Linked DNA regions of Anas platyrhynchos: region 2 is linked to region 1. Evidence: chromatin contacts called from public Hi-C data. All regions are on one chromosome and are shown on one strand. Each heading gives the region's core, a stretch centred on a gene start, on an enhancer-like site or on the middle of the called end of the contact. The rest is flanking DNA. Distances are from core to core; before and after follow the strand shown. Region 1 has its middle 67 kb from the start of MYZAP. Region 2 holds the start of ALDH1A2 (aldehyde dehydrogenase 1 family member A2).

The links. A called contact is a pair of places that touch in the nucleus more often than the background predicts.
Region 2: a contact with region 1 is called in a Hi-C map of subcutaneous adipose tissue, with 3 times the contacts expected there. The contact joins the promoter of ALDH1A2 here to the enhancer-like site in region 1. A contact is called at or near these places in 4 of 8 Hi-C or Micro-C datasets (F1 follicle, liver, skeletal muscle and 1 more).

What each region holds. Positions count from the first base shown.
Region 1 is chr11:7,439,607-7,442,913 of IASCAAS_PekinDuck_T2T, forward strand. No RefSeq gene overlaps it. Among named protein-coding and RNA genes, the nearest start is that of MYZAP, 67 kb to the left of the region's middle. Within about 2 kb of position 1,370, at least 1 of the 8 cell types and tissues checked has an H3K27ac peak or open chromatin away from gene starts, as enhancers often do. A contact at or near this core is called in subcutaneous adipose tissue, where this site is marked.
Region 2 is chr11:7,565,169-7,568,710 of IASCAAS_PekinDuck_T2T, forward strand. ALDH1A2 (aldehyde dehydrogenase 1 family member A2) reads right to left here and starts at 1,857. Exons shown (of 13, transcript XM_005011936.6): 1 at 1,700-1,857. The coding sequence starts at 1,816. LOC106014680 (a long non-coding RNA gene) reads left to right here. Exons shown (of 5, transcript XR_011812142.1): 5 at 1-715.

The sequences.
Region 1 (3,307 bases), core at 120-2,619:
TATGCTAGCTCTATGTTTTTATGCCAGCTGCGTAAGGACAGGCTATACTCGATATGGCACAGAGCCCTCCAGGACAGAGGTAGTTTTTCAGAGCATCTGGAACAAATACGAACCTTATGGGGTCAGTTTGAACCAGTGTAGCAGTTTTTTTCACATACCCAGTAGTGTGTCTTTGTGGTACAGACTAGCTGCTTAAAATCAGGCTTGTCTGTCAGATTGAGCTGTGACCTTAGTAAAATCCCAATTTGTGCTTCTGTCTGGAGAGTTGATGACTCCCTGGGATTATCCACTGCGGAGCTATGTCATGCACGATTTTTTTTGTGGCTTTGTCATAGTTCATTGGTTCAAGGCTGCCATAATAATTTTAAACCCTAAGGTAGAGAGAAAACACTTTATATATATATGTGTGTGTGTGTGTGTGTATATGCATATATTATATATGTATATATAATTTTATTTTTTATTCCCTCAAAACTGCTGTACTTGCTGTAGGGCTTGAAAATTGTAACTGTTTGTTTTCATAATTAGCTGGTGTGCTCCTGGTGTAGTGCCATTAGAGACACTGACATGGCACCAGGCAGCACCACAGCAAGCTGCCTGACGTGTCAGGGCGCTGGAGGCAATATAGTTTCATTAGCTGGTGGGTTAATGAGGCCATGCTAAGGAATTACATTGTTCTAGGTAGCTGTACTCTCGTGTCAGTAGAATAAGCACCTAAGATTTTGAATTTTGAATATTGTTTAAAAGGGTTTTAAAATGTTGTGTAGCATTTTTACTGGAAAGATAGAGGTGTATGTTTCCAGAGACAGAGGCTTCTGTTTCCATTGCTCAAAGAATACAACTGGCCTGTTCGCAATTTCTGGGTAGCAGCTTAAAACCAACATAAAAACGTTTTTGAAGATTTATAATGCCTGTTAAGCTAGGCTATCTGGCATAATCATGTAATTAAATATAAATTCTTTCAAGATACTTAGTTAAATATCAGGCCTCTTTAGGGAGTTTAAGAAGAAGGAAAATGCAGAAGGGGAGTAACTGCCCATGAGTCACCCCTGAGGGGGAAAATCCAGGCCCCGATTTCCAGACCAGGGATTTCTCACAGGGTTCGTGAGGGGACAGAAAAACTTGGGGTGACAGAAGTCAGGCTGGTGGCCGTGGCATGACGCAGGCCGTGGGGAGCTCAGGCAGATGGGAGCTGCCAGGTGGGAGACTCATGGCCCTGTGAGGCAAGCTGAGGAGATGGGCCCTGTGGGGCCTGGCGCCATGAGGCGTGAGGAGCACAGGCCCGTCAGGCGCCCTGAGGGGCCCTGTGGCCGTGGTGGCTGCATGGCAGGGCAGGACACCATGGCCCCCCATGAGCCCAGAGAAAAGCTCAGTGAGAGCTGAGGAAAAACTTTAAATGGGCCATAGCCTGAAGATATTATACTCTCCCTGGCTGACAGCCTCATTCTGGAGATCAGCCAGGGAGGATGAGAATGGGGCCCTTGGGGTCTGAAGATATTAACAAAATAAATAACCCCAACCGCAGCACCCCCTTCCACTCCCCTCAGCACATTCCATGGAGGAGCCAGGAGCACCCTTCCTCTCCTGCTGCCTCCTGAGGTAAATCAGACACACCACGTCTGCTTCGTATTATTAGAAAAGGGAAATGAAAAAAAACAATGTAAACACTCTTACAATTGCTGCGGAAACTGGATATAACCAGGTTATTCAAAGGGAAAAAATTCAGCCATCCATATATGCCAAGTTTGCCTTCACATCTGTTAATTGTAAGGGGGTGATTTTAAAACAAGAGCAGTCATGGTTTAGGGCCTAGCTCAGCACAGAGCTGGCCTCTGGCAGGGCTGCAGCAGCAGGGCTGATGCTTGGCGTGCTGTGTCCTGAGCTGTGAGGCACCCTGGCCCGGCCTCAGCCAAGAAATTATGACTGTTGTAGTTGGTATTGTGGTGGTGTTATCCTATTGGCATTAAATGGTAAGAGGAAACGAGCAGTGCTTTAAAATCTTTAAAGAACAGAAAATATTACAATTGTTCCAATTATGACAGTGTGATTGGATTGTGTTACTATGTTATCACATCGCAATTATGTATATCATCCATAACATCACACATCTAAGTTCAATGCAGTTATTCTAACATCAAATAGCTGGTCTTTTCTTTCTTAAAATACTTATTTTAGTTTAGTATGAACACAAGTTTAAGCTTAAAATCAAGACAAGTCTTGTTTGGCTCAGCTTACTCAAGTAAATGAGAGTTCATAAGAAGTTTTAGAGAGCCATCATCTTCTTTTTACTGAAATGCTGATTTCAGTAAGGAAATAAATATCAAAATCATTACCTCAAAACTGCTATGTTCAAGTTTCTTATTTGTTGTCTTTAAATAATATCATCCCATGAGAAACACAATGTTGTAATTGACCATTATTATATTGTGAGCTTTACAATATTATTTTTTTTTAGATTTTTTTGGTGTGTTTTCTTTTTAATAGTCTACCCTCTGAAGCTGTTATATGTGAAAATTTTGGCTTCATTTGTGTAAGGTGATGTTTTTGTGCCTGAAATCCAAAACCATCTGTTCTAGAGGTAAAATCTTTTCTTATCTGTCAATTAAAAAGAATCCAATGCTTCATATGGAGAAAAAAAAAATATCTGCCAATCCCCATGACTTTCTGTTTGGAAGCTGATCCATGAATTTACTGTTTGGAATTGTCCGTAATGAAAACAGCTAGAGCAGAAGATGAAAACATGTTCTGTTCCTGCTCAAATAAACTCTCAAGCTATTTAGGTTTTCTAAGTGGTCTTATGATTTTAGACAATAAGCTCTTTTTATGTCATGGTTAAGTTGTGTCGATGTTTTTTCTAGTAGGAACTTTTTTTTATAAACTTCTTTTGTCAGTAGAATAAGAAATAAAATGTAAATAAATGAATACTCAATAACTGGAGAACTGTGCACATTTTCTTTGGAACAGAACACGGCAGTTTGAATAAGAAACTATAAAAAGTAGTCTTTAATATATTATTGAACTGTTAATGCTCTAAATTTTAATATACAAGGCCATTATCAAATTATGTCACAATCCTCCTTTTTAACATCTTCAAATATATGTATTTTGTAAGTAAGTTTACATACGTTTTAGGCATTTGGAAACATTTGAGCAAAATGCATTAATTTCATCTTTCATGAGCTTTTGTACATCTTGCCTTGCAGAGTACTTGGGGAGTGTGAGTATTTTCATAGATATCTGTGACATCTGTTCTTAATATTCTAACATCTTTCTTCCGTGTACATTTGATAGACAACATACTTTTGGC
Region 2 (3,542 bases), core at 607-3,106, 130 kb after region 1:
GGAATTACCTGATACCTCAAAACTAAGTCTAGAAGAAACGTGTCGCTGCTGTTTTTGGTTTAATATTGAAAACAAATAACTTTTTTTTTTACTTGTTCCAGTAGGATAAGATGTGTAACAACTTACATATTTCTGAGATGATGGCAGTATATACTATGAATTATTAAAGGTTACTGTCCAGCTTACATCCTCACAAAGAAGATATGGCTGTTAATGACTGCTCTAATTTTGAAAGATTTTTGAACGAATTCTCTAGTTTTAAAATGAAGAAATGCAAGTACACTTTCTGTGCAAACCAACTGTGATACTACTAGCAGATATTACCCACTGAGGCTTATTTTAAACTGAAACCAGCAATAAATAAAATTAATGCCAAGTACTGTTTGCATAATACCATTGTTCCCAAAGTGTAACACCACACAACCTCAAATAACTACATACATTCCTAATTTATTTAAACCATTTTCAAATAAATTATATGCAAGAAAACCCGCATCTTTAAATTTGCATATTGCAGTTCTCATTAAAATGTAACGAAATCTAAGAGTTGATTTTCCTCTGAAACGTGCTTCTAGAACATGATATAGCTGTAACAAATTAGAAGACAAATTAATTTTGGCACCCACTTAAAAAAAGAGAAAAGATGAAAAGCTTTCCAAGTGATGACATGGAAGATAAAAAATACACTACCTTGGTCAAAATGAATTTCCTATCAGTTTTAAAGCTCCTGAAGTTGTATTTCCAGTAGATAAAAATATTGTCACCTTTTCCCAGGGCTGATGTGCTTTATTTTAAGTTTCTCAGCAATTAGAAACAAAGTCTGACACAATGTAACCTGTTCACACATTTCAAACTTCTCCAATAGAAATGAAAGTATTCTTTAATTAAAGGTACTGAAGATGCAAAGATTCAAAACATAAAAACAAATTTATACATTCAAATTGCATTGACAAACAAATGACCTTTGTTAAAGTCCATTTTAATCTACAAAATCAATGTAGTCCCATAATATAGCATAGAAAAGCAGCAGATTTTTCTACATTGACCCAATGGGTTGATTGTTAACCCCCTCTTCATGAAAATTACTCTGAAACGTTAGTAGGAAAAAATATCCCCTCTTGCAATACTGTTCAAGGTTTATTCAGGAAGTTAGTAAAGAGACCTGTTCCAGTGCTGTAACAACCTGGCAGTGTTAAGAGTCCTCAAGGAATTGTAAAAGAGTCCCTTGGGTACACAGGCTAATTCAAGAAAGAAAACATTTTTATTTTCTGATTGAGAAATATGGGTACGTATAGCAACTTCCTCTGAATTACATCAAAAGCAACCAAAACATTAGAGGACCTGTGATTTTGCACTGTGAAAAAAAGCCCAACAGCTCTGTAGAAAACGCTACATTTAAAGAGAAGTGGTAAAGCCAGTCCCAACAGATCTCATTTGATTTTCTATTATCCTGTGCTTTTTCAGATGATTAGAGGGCTAAAAATCTGTTTCCCATATTACAGATTCAAGGCAGTCTTTATACATATATATATATATTGTTTGTTTGTTTCCTTGCCTTTTTTTTATATTATTTGTTTGTTTGTTTGTTGATCTCAGAGCTGAAGTTGGTTAGGGCAGACTGAAATTGATTTTAAGCAAAATCCCTTCTTTGGAGGGAAAGCCATGAATCTCCCTGCCAGAACAAATGAACACAACTTACCTTGGTGTATTTGATTTCAAGGTTGAGAGTGGGAGAAGGCAGCAGATGCAGAGATGCCATCAGAGCTGCAGGATCTGCCTTCACCTCCCCTGGCATCTCAATTTTACTGGAAGTCATAGTCTTGGGGGGGGGGGGGGGGGGGGGATATAGTACAGCCGAGCCCCCCGCTCTGCCCTGATGTTGTGTTGTGCTTTGGGTTGTACCCCCCCCCCCCCCGCCTCGAGAGCCCGGCGCTGAAGATGCTGCTGCCGGCCGCTGTATATAGGCAGGTGTCACGGCGGGGCTGCTCTTATTGGACATGGGGGCAGAGGCAGGGGGGCAGGTCCGTCCTACCTAGGGCGAGAGCGGCACAGCCCCGCTCACACGCGCGGCGCAGCCGCCGCTCCCCGCAGACTCCGCCGGGTGCCGGGGTCCCGCCGGCCCCGCACCGCCCCGCACCGCCCGCCGGGGGCTTCTCCAGAGCAGCGGGGGCCGGGAGACGCCGCGGGGGGAGCCCCGAGGCTCGGTTTCCCCGCTCGCCGCTCCGCGCCGGGAGCAGCCGGCCCGGGGCATCCCGCGGGCACGGCGCCGGGGCCGCTCCCCGTGGCTGCCGCTGCCGCGTCCCCTCGGGCTCCGAGCCGCCCCCCCCCGGTCGTGGCTGGCGGCCGCCCCCGGCCTCCCGCCGCTGTCCCCGCGGGCCGCGGCCCCTCCGCGCCGGCCGGGAGGGGAGGGGAGGGGAGGGGAGTGCCGAGCCCGGCTGCTGTCCGCTCCCCGCCGCTCCCCGGCGCTGCCCGCCCTACCTGCCGCCCGCCGCCCCGCCGGGCCCGGCCGCTGCCGCTCGCGGTCCCCGTCCTGCTGCTGCCCCCTGCCGGCCGCGCGCCCCCCGCCGCCCGCCGCTACGGCAGGGGGCCCCCGCCGCCCGCGCGCCGCTGCCGCCCGGGGGGGCCCCGGGGCTCGCTCCCCGCCCGCGGTGCCCCGGCCACCCCCGCGGCCCCCGTCCCAGCTCGCTGGGGGGAGCAGCAGGCGGCCGCAGCCCGTGCCCCGACGGGGTGATGGGTGTCGGCACCGTGTGGCCAGAGCCCAGCGCTCCCTGTGGTCAGAACTTCCAGGCAGAACATACACGAAGCGCCCACGGTTTTTGGCACTTCGGGCAAAACCACCAAGTTCACTTTCCTGCTGCAAACACTCCCAAGGTTTTGAAAGCGATCAGACCCCGTGTTTGCAGACAGTGTGTTTGCAGTTATAACGTTGCAGGTAGATAAACAGAGAAAGGACACCAAAGCGTGCAGCTGTCCCAGGCTGGCACAAACAAAGCAGCAAGAAATACGCCACATGACCTTTTTACTGACTTAGTCCAGAATAAACAAGAGGATCTGGCCACGTTTTGATTTTGTTACAATATCCATTATGTTGAGTCCCTGGATATTCCTTGCTCCTTGTTTAGTGGCACACAGAGGATTAGAAAGGCAGGCAGCGCACCCTTAGTGTTTGCACAGGAGCACGGGACAAGGATTGCTCCTGCACAGGCATGTAGCACAGGATCCAGAGTGCCATTTAAGGCATTTCAGCGTTAACGTGCACCTCTGTAAATCTCCAGATCAATAATGAAGAAGGAAACTGAAGATTTTGCTTTTTGTCATTTTTCATAGTTCTTCCCCCCCCCCCCAACAGAGGAAATGGATCCAAAACGCTGTGCTGTAATGTGACACGCAGAGCTGTCAAATTGTGACACTTGGGATAAGTGAGACTTTTAAACGTCAGAAATTCAGTTTTTAATGGCACCCTGGCAACAAGACCTAACACTTCATCACAAGGATGACACATTCTAAAAGCTGTTTTAAAATAAATCAGAGTGGGGATGTGC